Regions from separate parts of the Mus musculus genome. Here region 2 is linked to region 1. Evidence: chromatin contacts called from public promoter capture Hi-C data. All regions are on one chromosome and are shown on one strand. Each heading gives the region's core, a stretch centred on a gene start, on an enhancer-like site or on the middle of the called end of the contact. The rest is flanking DNA. Distances are from core to core; before and after follow the strand shown. Region 1 has its middle 4.6 kb from the start of Mef2d. Region 2 holds the start of Paqr6 (progestin and adipoQ receptor family member VI).

What was found. Promoter capture Hi-C pulls out the DNA fragments that hold promoters and counts their contacts.
Region 2: a promoter capture Hi-C map of hippocampal neurons shows a contact between it and region 1, with 2.0 times the contacts expected there. The contact joins the promoter of Paqr6 here to the enhancer-like site in region 1. A contact is called at or near these places in 4 of 39 promoter capture datasets (the 3T3-L1 cell line, embryonic stem cells, hippocampal neurons and 1 more), 1 of 115 datasets of contacts at active chromatin or transcription factors (pancreatic cancer cells) and 1 of 9 other capture datasets (adipose tissue).

What each region holds. Positions count from the first base shown.
Region 1 is chr3:88,134,953-88,140,574 of GRCm38.p6, reverse strand. No RefSeq gene overlaps it. Among named protein-coding and RNA genes, the nearest start is that of Mef2d, 4.6 kb to the left of the region's middle. Within about 2 kb of position 1,609, at least 406 of the 459 cell types and tissues checked have an H3K27ac peak or open chromatin away from gene starts, as enhancers often do. A contact at or near this core is called in adipose tissue, hippocampal neurons, pancreatic cancer cells and 1 more, where this site is marked.
Region 2 is chr3:88,361,305-88,366,682 of GRCm38.p6, reverse strand. Paqr6 (progestin and adipoQ receptor family member VI) reads right to left here and starts at 2,094. Exons shown (of 8, transcript NM_198410.3): 1 at 2,060-2,094; 2 at 1,580-1,655; 3 at 881-1,008; 4 at 599-801; 5 at 397-523. The coding sequence starts at 1,630. It overlaps Smg5 (Smg-5 homolog, nonsense mediated mRNA decay factor (C. elegans)), which reads right to left. Exons shown (of 22, transcript NM_178246.3): 22 at 4,346-5,378.

The DNA.
Region 1 (5,622 bases), core at 360-2,859:
TCAGGAGTGTTCAACCTGCCTCAACCTTGGAGGCTCTCCAAGCTAGAGAACCTAACTCAGTTTGTTTCTCAAAACATAACCAAGGCCAGAAGAAAATTTTTTTCCCAGAATCCCCCTCCCCAGCCTCTCCCTAACTAACTTGGTGAGCTTCCAGCGAGCCATGATCCCAGCCAATCTCAAATATGAGGCTGGCCGTCCATGGCTGTGATTGGTTGGCTGGCCCTCTTTAGACCTGGAATGTTGAGTCCTTTAAAAAGGAATGAGGAAGGAAGGTGAGTCACCTGGGGAAGATATTAAAAGACTAGCAGGAAGAGCTCCGAGAGCTCAGGGAGGTGGGGGCCCTGGACACTCACTGCTGACTTGACAACTCACAGGAGACCAGAATAGGGGGCAGTAAAACTACAAGTGGGACAAAACTCAGACTGTGAAAACGTCTTGGGAGAGGTCTTGATTTCCACGAAAGACTGAAAAGGGCCAAGGTAATGTTGGAAGTTAGATGAAAATTGGACTTCCTGAAAGTGACTCTGAGTTCTTTTCTTCTGGCCCTTGAATTTCCCATCCCAGAATCCTCTGGGTGGCAAATGACTGAGTCTCGTGCTTCCTCTCCTACCTCTGGCTGTGCACCATTTCTTGTTAATCAGTTTATTCTGTTAGCGTACCATGCTGCATATTTAGATGTCGGAGGATAATTCTACGGCGTGGATCTTCCACTTTTCCATTTGTTTCAGGATCAAACTTCCGTGGCCAGGCTTGCATGGCAAGCGCTTTACTGCCTCAGTCATCTCGCCCATCTGTTCTAAAGAAAAGTCACCTTCCAGCCCTGCTGTAAAACCTTGATACCCACCGACATCCTAAAAAGAACACCCTGTAAACTCACATGCATCTTCACAAAGCTATCTGGCAAATAAAACTTAATCCTCCTTTATCCACCCCTTCTCAAGCTTCTCCAGTTCACCTGAACTGGAAAGGTCCCTGTTCCTCTCAGCACCCTCTTCTACCTGGCAGTCAGTCCTTACTCAACCTAGGAAAAGTGCTCTAGCCTTCCCCTCTAGTCTGGTGAGCTGCTTGGCAGATCCTCCTCCTCTCACCTTCCCCTCCCCTGCGCCATCTGGACAGTTCTCAATCCCCACCTCCACCCGCGACTCCACCACCGAGTCATCCTTCCTTTAGTTTTTGGATGATCACCGCAAAGACCCCCAATTCTTCCCCGCATCTGCCACCAAGCTTGCGAACCGGACCCTCAGCAGGTGGGCGTGTATTTTCTCCGCGGGAAGGTGGGACGCTCCACTCCGCCCTTGTCTCCTCTGGACGCACTAGCTTGCTGGGTTTGTTTATTTCCTAAGGTATTCCTCACCAGCTCCTGAGTTCCTGCGGGGATGCAGAGCTGGCGTGGAACGCGCTTAGCAAATGTATTCGCGCAGCCCTGTGAGTCAGAATTGTGCAAACTCTGCTGAATACCTCATTTCTGCATTCATAACCATGGTAGATAAGGACAGGGGTTGAGTCTGGGGGTCCTACAACTCCACTTCAAGCCAGAGTTGGGGTAAAGGGTAGCAGAGTCCGCCAGAAACTTGTCCAGGTCCGTGTGGCACAGTAGTACCCTATGCTGAGAACCGGGTGCCTTGGGACCAGACCTGGGGACAAGAGCAGAGGGCCCTGGAGCTGAGGGACAGCGAATGGTGCCAGAGCGGTCTCGGGTCCGTGTACCCCCCACAGGAGCTCCCTGCCCCCGGCTGGGCAGGATGTGGTGGCAGCTGCAGTTGGGTGGGCAGGATGTGGGGGTGGGGGCAGACAAACACAACCTTACAGTAGTCTCCCCCCCACCCCCAGCTTCTGCCTCCACCCCCTCCGGGTCACGTGCTCCCAGCTTGGGCACCGACGGACTATTTCTCTTTTTCCGCGGAAGAACATACCAAACTCATAGCCTTGGACTTAAGTTGTATCACGCCATTTTCTTGCCTCTATTCCCAGCCTAGGGCAGAAAGTTTGCCCAGGACGTATTTCTGTAAAGCGCGAATTAACTCAAGAGAGGCCCCTTTAAATGCAAATGAATCGCCTTCTTGCTCCGCTCCCCCCAACCCCCATCCCAACTTCTCTCCTCGTGCCCAAACTCCACCAGCTGCTATTGACGTCAAGCATGCGTCAGCATCGCCAGCCCAACCAGACAGCACGTGGGGGAAGAAGGCAATCTTAAAGGGCCAGTAGCTCAGGGCCTGTTACTGGAGAAAGGAAAAGCGAAGTGGGGTGTTAGAAACTATAGGAACAGGAAGAATTGCAGAGACATTCAGAAGGACTGCAAAAGGCCGACGAAGTGGCTCAGCGGATAAAGGTGCTTCGGTACCAGCCGGAGAAGCAACTTCCCAGAGTTATCCTCTGAGCTTCACACATAACATCTCTCCCCTGCACACCATACAATACTAATAAATATTTTTAAAAAGAATTTCTGAGGTAGGAGAGTGTATTCTTTTCCTTTTTATTTGTTTTTGCTTTTCAAGACAGGGTTTCTCTTTGTAGACCTGGTTGTCCTGGAAACTCACTCTTTAGATCAGACTGACCTCGAACTCAGAGATCTGCCAGCTTCTGCAGGTGTTAAAAGTAAGTGCCACTGCCACCCGGTGGCGCTTTTTAATTTTTTAAATTAATTATTTATTTTTACTTTCTATTGTGTTTGTGGAGATCAGAAGACAACTTGTAGTTGGTTCTCTCCAGCTTGTGGGTTCTAGGGTTCAAACTCAGATCATTGGGCAGTTTGGGGCTGCAAGGTTCTTTACAGCAGAGCCTCCATGCCATAGCCCCTTTTAAATCCTTTCTTTGCGCGCTCTCTCTCTCTCTCTCCCTCTCTCTCTCTCTCTCTCCCCCTATTTTCCCTTCCTGTCTTCTTCCCCTGTAGGGCCTGAACCTCACACATGCTAAGGACACATTCTACCACTGTGCCGCATCTCCAGCTCAAGAGAGCGAATCCTAAAGCAGGCTTTGCCTTTGGGAAAGAAACCCAGGAGCTGGAAGAGCAGGTTCAGTCTGAAGGCAAAGGAGGCATGCGCTTTAGCTGAGTGGAAGTGTTAGACAGGGACTAGTGGAACTCTGAGTTCCAGGCCAGCTTGGTATATATAGTGAGTTGCCGGACAGACAGCTACATAGTGAGACCTTGTCTCCAAGCACATGAGTGCAGTCTTTTCCCTCACCTTATTCAGTGTGTCTGTCCACAAGTGTTGTGCCTCCAGCTAGTGTAAAGAACAGAGTAGTCGCCCAGTTAAGTATTTGTGGATGGGAGAGTTGAGCCCTGTGCAGGCTCACCTTTTTCAAGAGCCTCTCCTACTTCTGTCAGGCTCACAGAGCACATGCTCAGGTGATCTTGCTTTTGGAATACATACAGCATTTTCTGAGCAGCTCTTGTCTTCTTCCCTTAGAGCCATGCGCAGCCAGATCCCAGCTTCGACTGTTATTAGCTGGCTGACCTTGGACAGTGTTACTTGCTGTGAGCATTGAATTGGGCAATTTCAGTGGTGCTTTTTACTTGTTTATTTGACAGGGTCTCATCCTGTGGCCCTGTGGCATGAAAATCCCCCTGCCTCTGCCTTCAGAGTGCTTTTTTTTTTTTTTTTTTTTTTTGGTTTTTTTTTAAAGGCTTTTTTTTTTTAAGATTTATTTATTATATGTAAGTACACTACATCTGTCTTCAGACACTCCAGAAGAGGTCGTCAGATCCTGTTAGGGATGGTTGTGAGCCACCATGTGGTTGCTGGGATCCGAACTCTGGACCTTTGGAAGAGCAGTCGGTGCTCTTAACCGCTGAGCCATCTCACCAGCCCCAGAGTGCTAGTTTTAAAGTGTATGTCGTATGCCGCAGTGCCCAGCTAAGCAATTTTTTTTTTTTTCTAGACAGGGTTTCTCTGTGTAGCCCTGGCTGTCCTGGAACTCACTCTGTAGAGCAGGCTGGCCTTGAACTCAGAAATCGACTGAGTTCTGCCTCCCAAGTACTGGGATTAAAGGCGTGCGCCTTACTGTGTGTGAGGGTGTGTCATGCTCACCTGTAGAGGTCGGAGGACACAATCTGTGGGAGTTCAAACTCAGGTCATCTGGCTTGATTGCAAGTACCTTTTACCCAGAAAGTCATCTCACACGCCCTTTAAAAAGTAGTTATTGTTAGTGTATGTGCACATATGCAGCAGTGCGAGTGTGAAGAGCAACATGCAGCTTACCAAGCTTGCCAGCCCCATGCGTGGAAAGTTGCTTGGGGCAAACAGGAGTACTGCAGAGGATTGTGGGGATTTCAGTCTTTCTTAGGACAGACTCTCCCTGGGCAGCACAGCCTGGCCTTATGCTGTTGATCCTCTCTGCCTCCGGAGTCCTGGGATGAAAGCCTGATTGGGAGGGAAGTTAGGTTTTTAAACATTTTGTTTTGTTTGGTTTGGTTATTTTAGATTTATTTATTATGTGTACAGTACATAATACTATGTATTATGCATACCAGAAGAAGGCACCAGATCTCATTATAGATGATTGTAAGCCACCGTAAGTTGCTGGGAATTGAACTCAGGACCTCTAGAAGAGCAGTCAGTGCTCTCAACCTCTGAGCCATTTCTCTAGTCCCTATTTTTTTTTTTTTTTTTTTTTTGGTTTTTTGAGACAGGGTTTCTCTGTGTAGCCCTGGCTGTCCTGGAACTCACTCTGTAGACCAGGCTGGCCTGGAACTCAGAAATTTGCCTGCCTCTGCCTCCCAAGTGCTGGGACTAAAGGCATGTGCCACCACGCCCGGCCCTATTTTGTTTTGTTTTGTTTTAAATTCACTTTATATATACTCTACCTGGTCCCCCTGCAGACAGTTCCCCCCCCCCCCATCCCACCTCTGAGAGTGCAGAGGCTCCCTCTGCACTCTCAGAGGTCGGATGAGGATAAGTCCTAAAACTCCCCTCTCCCCCACTAAACTATGAGCTGAAGAATAAGGCTATAACATTTATTTTCAGCACAAATGGGGCTTATTGCTAGTGCTTTAAAAACGTGTTTGTGCCGGACGTGGTGGCACACGCCTTTAATCCCAGCACTTGGGAGGCAGAGGCAAGCGGATTTCTGGGTTCTAGGCCAGCCTGGTCTACAAAGTGAGTTCCAGGACAGCCAGGGCTATACAGAGAAACCCTGTCTTGAAAACAAAACAAAACAAAACAAAACAAACATGCTTGTTGACAGTGAACTAGGTTGTTCAGTGGGTACAGGAACAGGTCCAACCAGGCTCCATCCCTAGGTCCCATATTGTAGAAGGAAAGAATTGATCCCTCTGACCTTCCCAAGAGTGCTGCTTGGTGTGTGTATACACACACAGACACACACTCAGACACAAACAAGCAACTGTATAGAAAGATATTTTAATGTTTGTTGAGGGCAGGAGAGGAAGCTCAGTGGTTAGGAGGAAGACTTAAGATTAGCACCTGGAACCCACTGCACAACAATCTGTAACTCCATCTTCAGGGGATTCTAGAGCCTGCTCCTCAGAGACCCATACATGTGTGGCATACAACTCATACAAATACACACACATATAAAAAAAAAAAAAAAAGTAAGCCATGGGGCTAGAGAGATGTTAAAATGCACTTGCTACAGGGCTGAAATCCCTAGTGGTGAGACAAA
Region 2 (5,378 bases), core at 845-3,344, 230 kb before region 1:
GAGGCAGAGGCAGGTGGCAGATCTCTGCGTTTGAGGCCAGCCTGATCTATAGAGTTCCAGAACTACACAGAGAAACTACAAAAAAAAGGGGGGGGGGTTGGGGACGGACAGGGTCTGGTGGGATAGCTCATCCTGTATGGTATCCACACAATAAATATATGTTTACATGTAATAAAAGGGAAAAAAATAAGAGAAGGACCTCAGGACGCAGGATCCCTGCCCCGTGTAAATGTCACATTTGTTAAGAGGACATAGATAGCATAAGTTGACCATAAAGGATAGCATACTGGCCAACAGGAATGCCTCCCTCGTACTGCATAGGGTACTGGGGTGGCTCAACAATAATGGGGTGAGCCCTGCCTACCCTTTCAGACACTGGGGATGCCCAGAACCCACCGCGAGTAGCAGGAGAGGCCGGTGCACAGGAAAGAGTTGAGCGCAGCAGCGGGCACGAAGAGCTGGTGTAGGCGGCTGTGCAGCCAGGAGGCCGGCATGGAGTAGGCGGCATAGGGGAAGGCGCAGCCTGTGGCGAGGTGCGAGCTGAGGCTTGAGGGCTCACCCTCTGCACCACCATCCAACCCCACTGCCCTCAGCTCACCCAGGCTGTAGAGGCTGAGCGCCCCGTAGTCCAGGAAGTAGCAGATGTGACGAGCACGAGGCGACATGGAGCTAAAGGTGTGCGCACAGCAGGATGCGAAGGGATAGAGGCAGGCGGGCAGTAGGAAGACCAGCAGCGGTAGGTGGTATGGGTCCGCGCGAAAGCCCGGGCTGCCTAACGCCAGGAGGCGCCACAGGAAGTACCTGCGCCAGGCACCTGCTCAGGCGCTGGGGCCGTAGTGCCCCTGCCCACCTGGCACCCGTCTGAACCTAATTCGCTCACCAGGTGGGCAGGAAGTGAGTCCAGATGTTGACCGTCTCATTAGTCATCTGGAAGGAGCTGAGAACACAGTCTAAGGCAGAGCTTGTGGGGCATCGGTAGCCAGACATGATGCCTTCTTCCCAAAACACCTGGGGGTGGTGGGGGAGCAGAGCAGTCATCATTAGCAGGCCTTTCCCCTCCATGAAGTGTCAGGTAGCCGGGCATAGTGGCTCATGCCTTTAATCCCAGCACTTGGGAGACAGAGGCAGGTGGGTCTCTGTGAGTTCGAGGCCAACCTGGTCTACAGAGTTCCAGGACAGCCAAGACTACACAGAGAAACCCTGTCTCGAGAAACAAAAAACAAAATAAGAGGTGTCTGGAAACACGATAGAAGATGCACTAGAGATTGCAGTGGTCCCAAGTCAAACACAACCCAACCTATTTCTTACCAGCCTTCCAAACCCACAGGGCAAACAACAGAACCAGAATATTGGGATTAAATAGGATGGGGGAATACACACACACAGGGTGTTCTGCAGATGGGGATTCTGAGAGGAGGGACGTTTAGGAATGTGAGTAGAGGTCACACGTTCTATACTGAAATTGAAACGTAAGAAAGTTAGCTTGCAGGAAGAACTTCCCAAATAGCTAATATGAGAAAAAGCTCTGCCCCAATGAGTTCTCTGAGGAAGGCGAGGTTGATGGATTGGGGCCCCTCACCCGGGGGACCTGATGGACTCGAAGGAGTTGAGGCATCTTGAGACTGAGCATGGTGGCCGGATACCTCCACGTTGACCTGGAGACAGAAGGTCAGGGATTGGCACCCATCCGGTTTCCTATGACCAGATTCAGACTAGAGTCAGCCACTCAGGTGGCCCCTTTCCCCTCCTGGTCCTAGCCTGGGGCATCCAGTCCTGCTTCAGAGGTCCTCAGTCTCTGCGGGTCTGCAGTGAAGGGCTCCCCAGCAGCGAGGCTGCCTCCTGTTAGTAACTCCATTTGCGCCTCGGCCAGAATCCTCAATCCAGGAGGCCCCACATAGAGGACTAAGACCTCCACACCCAAAATTGGTGCCCTCGAGGAAATTGCTAAAGAAGGGCAAGGAATTAGGGGGTGTCCTCCTTTTCTAGAGGATACCACTTGTGCCCTTGGGAATACTCAGAGCCCCTGCCCCTCCTGGGTCCCGTGCCCCTCAGCCCAGACCTGTTTGCCGCGTCCGGGTGGCCTCGGCTCCGCCTGCCCGCCCGCCTCTCAGCCGCCTCTCCCAGCACATTCCTTGGCACCGGCGGAGGGGCGGAGCGAATGAAGTGGGCGGGGCCACTGACCTGGACCGATAGGACCCTTTCTCCCATCTCAGACTAAAACTTCCCAGCAACTCCACCCTCTCTTCTTGCCTCTAGCTCCGCCCATTCTGGAGTCTTTCTAGGATCTAGGGGGCTTCACAACCAGTTTGTCCTCTGAGATGGGTTCTGAGGATCTTGCCCAGCTTAACAACACAAACCTGGTCCCCAGACCCTTCATCCCAAGTGAAGAGGAGGTGTAGGAGAGATGCCTGTGCTGAGTGTTGCCCAGCTGCCCCGGGAAAGGCTGAGCTGAACCGGGGAGAGGTCCCTCTGCCCTCAGCAGTAGGGTCTGGAGAGCTCTGCTGCAGTGAGGAGTGCGAGGCTGGGAAGGTGCTTCACTTCCATTTCCCCAGATGTGAGCTGCATTATTACCCCAGAGATTGACCACGCTCCCAGCCAGGCTGACTGGACTCCACAGGCAGAATCTGGTTCCTGCCACTCAGATTGACAGGGGAAAAAAGTGACTGAGGATGTGGGCCAGGCCTGGCAGAATGGAGAGACAGGAGAACAATCTTAGCCTTGTCTGCCTGTCATGGGGCAGCACGGGGTGGCCCAGCCCCATTAGCAGGCAGCTCACTTGGCCTCCTGCACACAGCCAGCCCTTCAGGGTGTGTCTGGACCCGCTTCACTGTGCTGTCTAGATCAGGCTAGGGGCCCAAGCTGGGATCTAATCTTCTTTGACCAGGACACCTGGCCTGAGTCTCCCACGATCTGAGGTTGCTAGCAGGAACTCCAAAACCAACTGCAGCTGCATCTCAAAAGCAATGCCTATTTTGCCCTTGGTGAATGTTGGCCCACCTGAGAAGGAAGGATGCACCAATCTAATTTACCTTGCCACCGTCTGAGTTGCCACCCCAGGATGGTAGGAATAAAGAACCTTGATTTCAAGCCTCACCCTTTATCCCTTCTGGAGGACATGACCCAGATGGGAACACCAAGCCAGCCCCAGACAGTAGATTCATCAAACACTTCTGCAAAACAGGTATGGTGCTTCCTGTGATCTCAACCTTGGAGAGATGGAAGGAACCACTGAAGTCTAAGGCTGGCTTGGCTATGTAGCAGTTTGGAAGCCTCCTTGAGTTTCCTAGAACTCAACTGCATGTGCTGGAGATACAGTTCCGTGGTACTGATGTGGAACTCAAGCACTGCTTCCAAAACACCCCAAAGGTACGGAGTGTTCCAGCCAGGACTGTGTGAGTGGAGGTGAGGGTGTAAATGTTACTCAACATGGATAAGGCTCGGACTCTCATGACAAAGGATACAGTGACTTACAGTCAACCAAAGGCAAACCTCACAGGCACCTCAGAGGGGGCAATGTAGGGTCACAAGCATCACTAAGTCTAGGTCTAACCATTAAGTCCCCTGTACTCTTATCAACAAAAGCATGATTCTTGGAGGTAGGCAAGACCCTGGGTAACAACTATTCAAAAAAATATCACTGGCAGAGCATAGGGGCACATGCCTTTATCTCAACACTCAAGAGGCAGATACAGGCAGACCTCTTAGTTTTAGGCCAGCTTAGTCTAGAGTGAATTCCAGGACAGCTACAAAGAAACTCTGTCTGGAAAAAACCAAAAACAAACCCAAAACAAATAAACCCAGACAAAACAACATCCAAACCAAACCAAAAACTTGGGTACAAGTCTGGCAATATGTATTATCTATGCTGTGCGAACTCCTATCTGCCTAAATGGTCAGTCTGTTTCTGTTTAAATTAAGTGTAACCTGGGACAGGACCTGAAAGGAACTTAAGGACAATGTTTGCGGCATGCATAAGCATAAAGTGTGAGTATTTCCTGTTCAAGGTCAACGTCGTTTGTGTTTTGCCTGGATAAATCCTTACAATGTATATGTCTGGTGCAAATGGAAGTCAGAAGTGGGAGATGGCACCAGATTCCCTAGAAACGGGACTGTGGATGACTGTGAGCCACCATGTCGTGCTGGGAATTGAAATCCGTCCTCTGCAAGAGCAACAAGTGCTTTTAGCCACTAAGTCATCTCTCCAGCCCCATCAAGGTTGACTCTCTTCCAAGTGTAATGTCTGAGTCTCACTAAGGTGGTGTGTATTTCTCACAGTGTGGCACTTGCCCAGCACACCAAATCCACCCCAGCAAAGCTCCTCAACAGAAGACACAGCAGGCAGAGTGCACTTGGGAAGGGGGTCTTTATTAAGCTTGAGTCTCAAGTCTGCCAGAATTGGAAATGTGGTAACCCCAACTGTTCCCTGGTTTTCCCAGACCTTCTTTCTTAGTGGAAGGCTGGAAGCCAGCTCCTCTTAAGCACAGCCAAAGCAGCTAGGCCAGTTGGGGCAAGGAGGGGGAAGCAGAAAAGAACCCAGCCCCAGCTATGCTCTGCTTCCAGCCTGAGGGGTAGAACTGGGGTCGTCCTGGCCAGAGCCTCTCCTATAGCTCTGCTCTCAGGGTGCTACTCTGCCCCTGAGTATTCATGATCTCTGCTCCTGTGTCATTTGACACTCCAAAACCAGCCTGTGCTCAGCCTACCAGGGCTCTAGTTCTGGGGGTGGGCAAAAGGAGGGTAGTCTAGGATGGAGGAGGGCCCTAAGTAAGCAGCTCCCAGGGACCTTGCCCCTCTGCCACCCTTCCTCCAGCTCTCCCTGGATGGTCAGAGGGGTGGCCTTGGCCTTCGCTCCCTCATTGGCACCCCTTATCCAGTACAGCAGCCAAGAGCACAAAGCACAGTGACTGCTGGTGGGGAAGGGATGACTGCTGGTGTACAGCCATCCAGCCCACACCCTAAGTGGGCCTGGAAGCTGGGCAGCAGCAGAGGAGAAGTGGGGCCTCCAAGTGTGCAGACCCTGCTTCCCTAAGAGCCCCCACAGCTGGCTCTAGAGCTGCCCTGTTCCCCATGGGAGACAAGGGATGAGGGGGTCCTTGAGGATGGGTGGGGTCTGCAGAGAACCATGCAGACACTCAGTATCTCCCCACTCTTCCCTAAGAGCTAGGGGCTCCAAACTCCCAGCCCCACCCACCCTGAATCTTGGGTGAGGACAGGGCCCTTCTGTCATCTTTTCCTCTCAGAAGTCCAGGAACTGCTCCAATGAAATGCAGACCCCCATGCCTGCCCCTGCCCATGCCCCTGGGGACTGCAGGTTTAAGGTGGAAGGCTGGCCGGGGGTCCATGGCCACTCCTACGCCAAGCACTTCCTCACTTTCCTGATT